3 separate regions of the Mus musculus genome follow, and regions 1 and 3 are each linked to region 2. A link is a contact called in public HiChIP or PLAC-seq and Micro-C data. All regions are on one chromosome and are shown on one strand. The core of a region is the stretch at or near the end of the contact, and the rest is flanking DNA. Distances in the headings are between cores, read along the strand shown. Region 1 holds the start of Slc25a53 (solute carrier family 25, member 53). Region 2 holds the start of Esx1 (extraembryonic, spermatogenesis, homeobox 1). Region 3 overlaps Slc25a53 (solute carrier family 25, member 53).

Region 1 (3,354 bases), core at 457-2,956, 82 kb before region 2:
TACCCAGTTCTTGTAACCTGAGTCTAAAAGACAACCTATGGGCATACACTTCCTGATATCTGCATCGTGTTTTCTATCATCTGTAACCCTGCTATGGGCAAGGTGGAGACAGACTGAAAAGGTGACGCAATTCAGTCCTGTATCCATAACTCTTTTTCTTGTTAATGTGAGGGAGCATTTGAATCCTGGTCAGCAAAAACATTACTTGGTAATTAGAACTGAAGCCCTCCAGTAACACTTTCAAGGTTATATGTCACCTCTGTGGCAAACTGTGTGCAAATGTTTGGCACCGTGGCTTCAAGTTGTGGTCTAGAAATTGTACCGGGCCACACTCATCACTATCCTGATACACTTGTGAGACACAGGTTGGCTAGGGATGCTGGTTCAACAGGTTTCCAAGGACAGTCCTGTGACAGGTGCTGCTTCCTGCAAATTGTTAAAAATTTAAATTCTAGGAGGCTTTCCTTCCCCCCAAAATAATAATGAAGGAAAAAAAAACTCATATAAGTGAACCAGCAGCCTGTGTCTAAACAAGTCCCTCAGAGAAACAGAACGAGTGGAAGAATGTAAGAAGCAGTAGCATGCTTCATCCCTTGCTTCTCTCATTAATAAAACATCTTGATTTCTGGCCGTTCAGAATCTTTAAAAGTCTGCTTAAGGTTTTGAAGAGTTTGGGACTGCACGCTGTCAACTGACTTAGCTTACAAAACAAAGACGTAGCACAAGAATTTCAAATGCAGAGTGCTCTGACATCCTAACCAGATTACAAACTGGATCCTAGTGCAGGAGTAGATTCTGGCCTCAGGTTAAGATTAATTTTCCCACAGGGGTCCTGCTCTTGAATAGCAAATTCTCTCACCAGCAATAAACTATCTTGGCATTAAGTCCGCCTCCACTCCTCACTCGGGCCAAATAGCTGCACCGGGAGCTAACAGCCCCAGGAAAAAATGCCTGGAGGAAAAGTTGGCTTTATTTATTTATTTATTTATCCATCCAAAAGGTGTGAAAGCAGTCCCATCAAAGAGAGCACTCCTCCAACCCTTTCTCCAGAGCTCCTGGGTCGCTAACTCTTTGTGCTCTAACTGTTCCAATTCAAATGTAAATGACAGTTGTTAGAATGTGAAGGGTACTAAACCTACTCCCCCCCCGCCCCCCCCCAGCTCACAGCGGACTACCGAATCCACTGAACAAGGCAAGAGCACCATTCGTTAAGGTGTAACACAAAACAACCATCCCAACAGACACAGAATGGATCTGAAACCAAAGAAGGGCCCAGACAGTTTCATACGAACACGATCTATATGTGTGAGGACTGGGCAGCAACAGTTTCTTGCCTAATTCTTATCTTTGCTTCATCTTTTAGGGTCCATCCTTGTATCTCGCCGATCCCTAACCTAAAATAAAACAAAACAAACCCAGCGGCCAGCACACCGGAAACAGCGACACGCGCTGCTGTGGCGTCATCAACAGTCGCCGGGTGTTCGGTCCGTTCTCACCCAACCCCCAGCCCCCAATCTCCTCACTTCAGTTCCCATCTCTTTGAGCCTTTTGGCAGCTGGAGGTTTCTAACCTTGAGCCGGAGACACCCCGCCGCGACATCCCACCTTGTCCTCTTCCCTGGGACTGACCTATCCAGCCGTATGGCCTCCGGGAGCATCGGCAACAGTAGCGGCAGTAGCAACACGGGGCCCGATCCCAGAAGCCTCTGCGAAGGTCGCCGCCCCCAGAATCTCGTGGCAGCTTTCCGGGACCACCCAAGACGCCGTGCTGCGGCGTGTTCCTCCTTCAACCCCAGCTGGCTCCAACTTCCAACCAGGGCTTGTCACCCCTCCCCCACACCCCAGAGTTGCCGGGCTTTGGCGGGCCAACTCCATACAACCAGCAACAGTTTAGCATCTTTTGTGCTAAAGCAGATAAAATTCTTTACCTGCCCCTATCTCATTTGTTCGAGGTGGGCTCAGTTACCAACTATTTTGAAGTTGAAAATCATTTTCTCCATGTGATAGTTTATTGTGACTCATTTAAGCCTGCTGGGCCAACTCCAGCCCCGAACCCCCCCCCCCTTTTTTTGGTTGGTTTTTCGAGACATGGTTTCTCTGTGTAGCCCCGGCTGTCCTGGAACTCACTCTGTAGACCAAGCTGACCTTGAACTCAGAAATCTGCCTGCCTCTGCCTCCCATGTGCGATGTGCCCTTTCTGATGTGTTCACTTTGAACCTGAAACCCTTTATACCCTCTCTTTCCCATCTTTGTGGTTCCTGTGTGACTTCACTGCAGACCTTAAATGCGGCGGCTATTTTATTGTGCTTGTGGGCGAGGGTGCCAAGGGACGCCCATGGTGGTGATCTGAAGACACTCTTCAGGAATTGATTCTTTGCTACCACTTTGTGGGATCTGGGGACTGAACCCAAGTAGTCAAGCTCTCACCCCCAGAGCCATTTCAATGGCCCCTAGGGACTTTTTGAAGTGTAGTTTCTGGATTGAATTCTCCACACACCCACTATCAACGTGGACATATTAATCAGGTATTCAATTGGTTTTCTCTTTTTGTAGAATGAGTATACTAACAGTACCTACTGCTAGTGTGCTACTGAGAAGAGAAACATTTTGTAGCACAAAATTAAGCAGTATATCAAAAGAAATATTTTAAATTTATTTTTAACCTTTAAGATCATTTTATATTTTAGGTCTCTTGCTTGAATTTATGTCTGTACACTGAGTGGGTGTCTGTTGCCCACAGGGGCTAGAAGAGGGTGCTGAATCCCCTGGAATGAGATAAAGGGGTGTTTGCACGATGTAGGTGCTGGGAATCAAACTCAGGACTTCTGGAAGAGCAGCCAGTACTTTTAACCACTGAGATCTCTCTCCAGCCCCATGATTAAAAAACAAAAAAGATTGTATTTTCTGTGTGTGTTTTACTTGCATATATACATTTGGACCACCTGTGTGCTTCCTGACCAGAGAGACCAGAAAAGGGCTTCTTGGGTGCTGTGTGGGTGCTGGGAACCAAACCGGGGTCTTCTGCAAGAGCAACAAGAGCTCTTAACTGATGAGCCATTTCTCTAAGACCTGGAAATTATAATTCTTTTTTTTTTTTTTGAGACAGGGTTTCTCTGTATAGCCCTGGCTGTCCTGTCTCACTTTGTAGACCAGGCTGGCCTTGAACTGCTCTCAGCTCTGCCTGCACCATGCCTGTCTAGATGCTGCCGTGCTCCTGCCTTGATAATAGACTGAACCTCTGAACCTGTAAGCCAGTTCCAATTAAATGTTGTCCTTTATAATAGTTGCATTAGTCTGCTCACAGACTGGAGTATTGCTGTAATAGGCCTGACCATGCTTTTGTTTAGAAGAATGT
Region 2 (3,755 bases), core at 1,129-3,628:
ACTCTCAGGGGCGGGGTGGGAGAAGAGCTCCCGGTGTAGCCCTGCCCTACCACAGGGGCACTAATTTTGCGCGCAAAATAAAAGTTTTTAAAAGTTCACTAAATGCAGAAAAAAAACACTATTTTGCTATGATATTTTAAAGCCAAACTGCAAAAGTTCATTTTGAATTCACTACCAACATTTTAAGTAAATCAGGTTTCACGCTCCGCTGCGAGGTTGCTCTGCCGTCGGTTCCCTCCTGCTCAACAGGCCACGGGTGCCAGCTTTTGCGCGCTCCGTTGGCCCAGAGCCTGCAGATCTAAGTTGGACCCCTGGCTCTTCGCGCCCCCTAGCGGACCCCTGACTCTGGCGTGCTACCACCCAGCAAAGCCCCGAGTCTGCCTGCCACATGGTCGCCACCCCAGGAAAAAGCCACTCACCTAGCAAACAGGTCCGGGTACTGGACGCGCTGGAAAAAGGCCTCCAGCTCCTGCAGTTGGATCGGGGTGAAGCAGATGCGGTAGCGGCGAGGCTTCGGCTCCTGTTGGGGTTGCTCCTCCCCCGGCTGCTCCTCCTCCTCCTCCTCCTGCTCCTCGGGCTGCTGCGGGGCCTGCAGCGGGTTTGCGGGCAGGGGTTGCGGCGAAGACTGAGCAACAGGCTGCATCAGAGGACGCATCAGGGACTGCCGCACAGGGGCGGCATCCGCCTCCCCCAGCTGAGCGTTGGACTCCAGGAAGCCGCCTCCAAGGTTTTCATTCCCATTCCAGGCTTGCGGTGCTTCTGCAACCGGCGCTGCTGCTTCTCCTCTTGAGGGTTCGAATCCCTCGGGTTCCTGGTAGTTTGCTTCTTCCAGAAACATGGAGTTGAACAGAGAGTCTGGGAAAGGGGAAAAGCACAAACAAACAAGACCAGCTCGTTGGTGCCCAAAAGAGTTGTGGAAAAGAGTGGGTGAGCGGCTCCATCTAGAGGGGTGCGCGCCCAAGAGGCGCGCGGGGAAAGGGAGGGTAAGGGCCTCACTCTAGAAGGGTGGCATTTGACTGCATCGGCTCCCCGCCGCCACTCTACCTGCCGCCTTCTCCCCGGGCCGCGGGTTGCGCGTCTCCGCGCCGCCCCTCTACCTTCTGCCTTTTTCCCACGCCGCGGGTCGCGCGTCTCCGCGCCGCCTTCCGTCCCTGCTCCCCGCCGCCCCTCTACCTTCTGCCTTTTTCCCACGCCGCGGGTCGCGCGTCGCCGCGCCGCCTTCCGTCCCTGCTCCCCGCCGCCCCTCTACCTGCTGCCTTCTCCCCAGGCCGCGGGTCGCGCGTCTCCGCGCTGCCGTCCCGGCTCCTCGACGCCTCTCTACCTGCCGCCCGCTCGCTACAGCGCTGCCACCCCTGCGCCTGCTGCCCCCTTCTCGCCGCCGCGGCTCTCCTCCCCATGCCGCCCCTCCACACAGTTCCCCTCCCGGCCGCCGCAGCCCCCACTCCACGCCGGACGCTACCCCCTCCGGCGTCCCCCACGCCGTCCCGCTCCCCGCCGCCGCCCCCACCCCCACCCCGGGGCTCCCTTCCCGCCGCCCTGCTTCCCCCACGCGCAACCCGGGAACATCAGGCCGAGCCCAAATTAAATTGCCCGTTAAGAACCTATCCCTGTCCAGATACTGACTCTCCATCTCCACTTCTTCCTCCTTCGGGCTGGCTCCAAAGTCGGAGTAGAAAGTTGTTTCAGATTCCGCGTTTTCCTGGTAGTCTGCTCCCTCCAAAAGCGTTGAGCTCAAGCTAGGCTGTGGATCTGGAGAAGGGGGAAAAGAAAAAAGAAAAAAAAAAAAGAAAAGCGGTTTGGAGCCTAGGTAGGGCTGGGAAGAGTGGGAAGAGCGAGGCGCCACTCTAAAGGAGCGGCGGAGACTGCGAAGGTCCGAGAAGCTGACCGCACTTCGTCACCTTCTGTGCGCGCGCATACGTGCGCGCGCACAGAAAAAAAAAAGTTGTCCTCCCGAGTTCTTCTCGAATCTAAACGCGTCGAGGCGGCACCGACTGACCCTGAAGTGTTTCCTCCTTCACTGCTCCAACAAAGGTCTTCAAGTCAGTGCAGTAGCAGCAGGGGCACTTTTTGTGAGATTCCATGACCGGAGCGCGGTGGGTTGTTAAGTCACCAGCTTCTGCGGACTTCTTGGCTTCCGAGGTCCTGGCCAGAGGTGGTACCAGCTGCTTCTCCCGTACCCGAGTGGCGCTCGTTGAGGAGTCACGCCCCTTTTATAGGGTGGTCAGCCCTTGTGCCTCTTAGGGATCAGATTTTACGTAGTGTGCCTCCGCTCAAGCCCCCATTAGAAATAGGAGTGTTTCCATTCGGAATGGGTGGGACTACACTGTAGGGTGGGACTACATTGTAGGGGGTGCTCTGGTGACAGGGAGTGTGTTTGTTAAAGTGCCGGTCGGACTTTGAGCTCCCTACGCGCCCGCGCGCGCGCACGCGCGCGCGGAGACCCGCTTCCACGTGCTGTTAACTGACTTTTCAACTCTACCTAGGCGTCCCAGAGCACTAAGGGGCTGCACAAGACTGTGAATCATAATTTAGCAGCTCCGAGTTCGCACCAGCTCGCACACCCTTAAATATTATGTTCCGAAGCATGTCATTTTACGTCCCCCAAGGAAAAAATTTACGTGGACTTACGGGTTGGGAACGCACAGTCTAACAAAATGGGTTCCCCCTCCCGCCACCCTTTGGACACTGGACTCGACCAAGGACTCGGTGACTTATGACTAGAGCTTTGTTTGTTGTTTTTGTACTCTTGCACCTAGAGTCTGAATTAGAGCCCTAATATGTTTAGGTAGGCAGGAAGCTGGGTTTTGTAGTTTTTTGGGGGTTTTGTTTTGGCTTTTTGGGCTTTTTTTTTTGTGGCTTTTCGAGGCAAAGTTTCTCTGTGCATCCCTAGCTGTCCTAGAACACACACCGTAGAGTGTGCTGGCCTCGAACTTAGAGATACTCTTGCTTGCCGCTGCCTCCCAAGTGCTGGAAGCCAACAAGGCCAGCTTTTCGAGCTTTGAGTTGGTTCCCAAAGCTTTCCCAGAACGTAGTGAGTTGGCTTTGCCAACAAACTCAGCAGCGTCTTTGGGGTGACACAGGCGCAAGTAGGACGGACACCTTGCAAGAAACCCTTTATGCCTCTTCAAATACTTCTAGAGCGTTGTAATTTTTGGGAACGAACCGGCTTACTATAAAGGACTCTGCCAAAAGCTTAAGAGACCCAAAAATGCCTAAGTTACTTGAGTTTGGTGCCTTTGCGGAGTTAGATAGCTCGCTCTTAGTACAAAATGCATCGTAGAAACTTGCTCTGCCTTGAACCAAAAGCCCGCCTAATTCTGGGGTATCTAAGCTCAAAAGGCGGGAGAACGCTCTACCTCCACATTCACGCCCCTCCCCCTTCCTTTTCCTGGGACTATCTCCCCCCCCCCCCCCGTCTAGAAAATGGCGAGTCAAATTTAAAACGGCTGTATAATTTTCCAAAAGATGTTCTCAAGTGTTGACATCCTTGTTTTTTGTGGTCCTTGTGTTTGGCACTGCACGATTTGTTCTACATTTTTGCCTTTACAGGCCTTTGGTTGGCATTTTCACTTTTGTTACGGGGGGGGGGTAGTAGGGGCACGGGGTACGTGTTCGAGACAGGGTTTTCCCAATGGCACCAGCCCTGGCTGTCCCGGACTCACAGTGGTGGGCCTTTTCGCAGGAGGCCAGGCAACTTGGCAGTTTCACTACGAAGTCCGTGCACTTTTTCCTTTATTACTTGTGTCTTAATTCGA
Region 3 (3,529 bases), core at 490-2,989, 100 kb before region 2:
CTCTGTCAAGTATTGTCACAATTGTATTATTGACATAATTTACCAGAAATTAGAAATACCCCTTTCATGTTATTGATGCCATAAGTGGGAACAAGAGTCCCATTGTAAATGACTACCACTTGAGTATATAACTCAGCTAGGGAGTTTCATTGAAAATAGGTAATGTATCATTTTAAGCGTGTATGGTTTTAGGCAAAGTTGAAGGAAATCTTCTTTGTTTAATTTAAGAAGAGTATCTTTGTTCCCCCATTGAAACGTGCATTAAAGGACAACAGGAATGGTCCCGTTTTAGTACAGTCAAACAACACCAACAACTGAAAAACAGACCTAAAAAAGTAGTGGAGAAAAAAATGACACTGGTCTGTATAATTAATTTGAGGAGGAGATTTAACAAAAAAAAAAAAAATCAATGAGGAGACAAGGAGCAGCATAAACAAATGGGAGTGAACAGCCCAGAGAGCTGCGCAAGGAGTCAACCTCGGGGGCACAAGGAAGTCTCTACAAGCCACATGGAATAAAAGGCTAGTTCTAAAATCTATAAAGAACTTGGTTGCACTAGGTGGCAGTGGTGGCGCACGCCTTTAATCCCAGCACTCAGGAGGCAGAGGCAGGTAGGTCTCTGAGTCTGAGGCCAACCTGGTCTACCAAGTGCGGTCCAGGATAGCCAGGGCTGCACGGAGAAACCCTGTCTCAAACAGCGAACTCAGTTGCAATAAAACAATGACTCAACTTAATAATATAGACTTCAATAGACATTTCTTGAAGAAAGACATACATACATATGGTCAATAGATACATGAAGAATTGCTCGTAAATGATACTGATAGGGAGGATTCCATGCCTCCCCTGTCTGTTCAAGAGCTCATGGATCTATCACCTCCGTCCCAGGAGTTCGGGGCTGAAAGGTTTGTGTCATCACACCAGGTTATAGTAAGTCCCAATTATAAGCACTCCTCCTGGGATCCATTTCCCTTCGATAAGCAAAGACATCAGGGGCAAGACCACCGAGCCTTTCACTGGAAGTTGTTGAACTCCTTTTTCTTCTGTGTTCCCCACGTGCCTTTACAGAAAACTTGATGGCTTAAGCCTGGTAGGCTACCTATATACCAGAACTGCTATCCTGCACATTCTACCGATGCACTGCGGAAACTACACAGCGATTCTAGGTGACTGCTCTGGCTTCTGAAGGAAGGCATAGCCCCAGTCAAGACAGTTTTAGTGTGGGGGGTGGGGTGGGGCGGGGCTTTTGCTGTTGTGTTAGCCTGTGACACTGTGAGTGATCTCCCATTTCCTCTGGTGCTGTTTCTCCTCTGTGCACTAGTCCTCTGCCTAATGCACACCTAGTTCCACAGACTGTCTATGTGAGGAGATAAAGCAAACTTGGGAGAATTATGATTTGCAGTGAACTCTCCATGGCTTGGAACCACTTCTACCTTATAAGGGAGAAGTGCTCCCTCTGGTGGCCTAGCTAGGACCTGCTTGGACTAGTGTTAAAGACAGTATTGGGGACCTTTACCCTGCACTTTTGTTTGGACCTGGGAATCAAGGAATTCCTTAGCTCTTGGCATCAGCTTGTGTTGCAGGTTTTTATCAGACCCATGTACTGGCACTACTTAGACCTTGACATCGACCAGTGTTCCAATTCAAGCCTTAGAATGTTTGAGGCTTGCCAGCTCTGTGGAACTCTTCAACCAACCAGGGCTTTTAATCTTTCTTCCGGCTCAGCCCCTCCACCCTCCTGACTTCCAGGACCCAGTTCTTCCTGCCTACGGGGAACGTAATTACAGAGCTGGGCTTAACGGCAGCTGTGACCCTGTAGCTATGCAGGGACAGATCCTCAAGATAGATCCCTATTGAAGATACCTTCTTGGGGATGCACCTAATGGCCGCTCAATCTTGATAAACGGAGATGCACATCCTAGCACAGCAATTTTGCTTATCTCAAACAGGCCTGCATAGAACACTACTCATCTCTGAGGTATTTTGGAGGAATCCATCGCTGAGCTAAGTTCTGCTCTCTGGTTTAATGTCTCCTGAGCAAAGAGGTTAGTGAGGCCTTTATAACATCCAGGCTATCAGTTTGAATTTCTTCTGCATCAGTCTCTGGAATAAGAATCATTGGTGGGGCTGGAGAGATGGCTCAGTGGTTAAGAGCACTGACTGTTCTTCCAAAGGCTATGAGTTCAAATCCCAGCAACACATGGTGGCTCACAACCATCTGTAATGGGATCTGACGCCCCCTTCTGGTGTGTCTGAAGACAGCAACAATGTACTCACAGATATAAAATAAATAAATTTTTTTTTTAAAGAATTGTCGGTGTGCAAATATGAGGACCCAGCCAGGCGTGGTGGCGCATGCCTTTAATCCCAGCACTCGGGAGGCAGAGGCAGGCGGATTTCTGAGTTCGAGCCCAGCCTGGTCTACCAAGTGAGCTCCAGGACAGCCAGGGCTATACAGAGAAACCCTGTCTCGAAAACCCAAAAAAAAAAAAAAAAAAAAAAAAAGCAAATATGAGGACCCTAGTTCAAAACCCTAGCACCCAACAGGAGGATCCTTGGAGACCTGCTGCCAGCCAGCCTAGCCCCAGGTTTAGTGAGACTCCCTCATCTCAAGGGATTAATGTCTAAAGTGAAGAGCAGGACATTCAAAACCCTCCCCTAGCCTCTACCCCAACACAAAGTTTTTAAAGAGATTCTGAAGATAAACTCCATTCATGTAGGGGTTGGGTGGGGAGCTGTCATGGAGGCCAGAGGAGGGCTTTGAATGTCCTGCTCTTCACTTTGGACATTATTCCCTTGAGATGAGGGAGTCTCACTAAACCTGGGGCTAGGCTGGCTGGCAGCAGGTCTCCAAGGATCCTCCTGTTGGGTGCTAGGGTTTTGAACTAGGGTCCTCATATTTGCACACCGACAATTCTTTAAAAAAAAAAAAAGATTTATTTATTTTATATCTGTGAGTACATTGTTGCTGTCTTCAGACACACCAGAAGGGGGCGTCAGATCCCATTACAGATGGTTGTGAGCCACCATGTGTTGCTGGGATTTGAACTCATAGCCTTTGGAAGAACAGTCAGTGCTCTTAACCACTGAGCCATCTCTCCAGCCCCACCAATGATTCTTATTCCAGAGACTGATGCAGAAGAAATTCAAACTGATAGCCTGGATGTTATAAAGGCCTCACTAACCTCTTTGCTCAGGAGACATTAAACCAGAGAGCAGAACTTAGCTCAGCGATGGATTCCTCCAAAATACCTCAGAGATGAGTAGTGTTCTATGCAGGCCTGTTTGAGATAAGCAAAATTGCTGTGCTAGGATGTGCATCTCCGTTTACCAAGATTGAGCGGCCATTAGGTGCATCCCCAAGAAGGTATCTTCAACAGGGATCTATTTTTAGGATCTGTCCCTGCATAGCTACAGGGTCACAGCTGCCCTTAAGTCCTGGGCTGTAATTGCACTCCCTGCGGTCTTATCAGGAAAAGTGTGATTCAGCCAGGTGGGCAAGCTGAAAAGAACACTAGCATACTTTAAA

The links. Hi-C and Micro-C count contacts between places; a contact is called where the count stands out from the background. HiChIP or PLAC-seq counts read pairs in DNA pulled down with a chosen protein or histone mark.
Region 1: an H3K27ac HiChIP or PLAC-seq map of embryonic stem cells shows a contact between it and region 2, with 7 read pairs. The contact joins the promoter of Slc25a53 here to the promoter of Esx1 in region 2. A contact is called at or near these places in 8 of 39 promoter capture datasets (the 3T3-L1 cell line, the C10 cell line, the HPC-7 cell line and 3 more), 3 of 15 datasets of contacts at CTCF or cohesin (embryonic stem cells, large pre-B cells and pro-B cells), 32 of 484 Hi-C or Micro-C datasets (differentiating embryonic stem cells, embryonic stem cells, extraembryonic endoderm stem cells and 13 more), 20 of 115 datasets of contacts at active chromatin or transcription factors (the SCID.adh cell line, cardiomyocytes, differentiating embryonic stem cells and 7 more) and 4 of 9 other capture datasets (adipose tissue, embryonic stem cells, liver and 1 more).
Region 3: a Micro-C map of trophoblast stem cells shows a contact between it and region 2, with 4 times the contacts expected there. The contact joins the enhancer-like site here to the promoter of Esx1 in region 2. A contact is called at or near these places in 1 of 39 promoter capture datasets (the C10 cell line), 3 of 15 datasets of contacts at CTCF or cohesin (embryonic stem cells, large pre-B cells and pro-B cells), 5 of 484 Hi-C or Micro-C datasets (embryonic stem cells and trophoblast stem cells), 4 of 115 datasets of contacts at active chromatin or transcription factors (embryonic stem cells and stem cell-derived neural progenitor cells) and 3 of 9 other capture datasets (adipose tissue, embryonic stem cells and liver).

Annotation. Positions count from the first base shown.
Region 1 is chrX:137,036,596-137,039,949 of GRCm38.p6, forward strand. It overlaps Slc25a53 (solute carrier family 25, member 53), which reads right to left and starts at 1,707. Exons shown (of 7, transcript NM_001082412.2): 1 at 1,629-1,707.
Region 2 is chrX:137,117,948-137,121,702 of GRCm38.p6, forward strand. It overlaps Esx1 (extraembryonic, spermatogenesis, homeobox 1), which reads right to left and starts at 2,379. Exons shown (of 5, transcript NM_007957.2): 1 at 1,997-2,379; 2 at 1,624-1,749; 3 at 420-855. The coding sequence starts at 2,081.
Region 3 is chrX:137,018,057-137,021,585 of GRCm38.p6, forward strand. All of the region lies in intron 4 of Slc25a53 (solute carrier family 25, member 53), which reads right to left. Among named protein-coding and RNA genes, the nearest start is that of Slc25a53, 18 kb to the right of the region's middle. Within about 2 kb of position 1,740, at least 10 of the 459 cell types and tissues checked have an H3K27ac peak or open chromatin away from gene starts, as enhancers often do. A contact at or near this core is called in trophoblast stem cells, where this site is marked.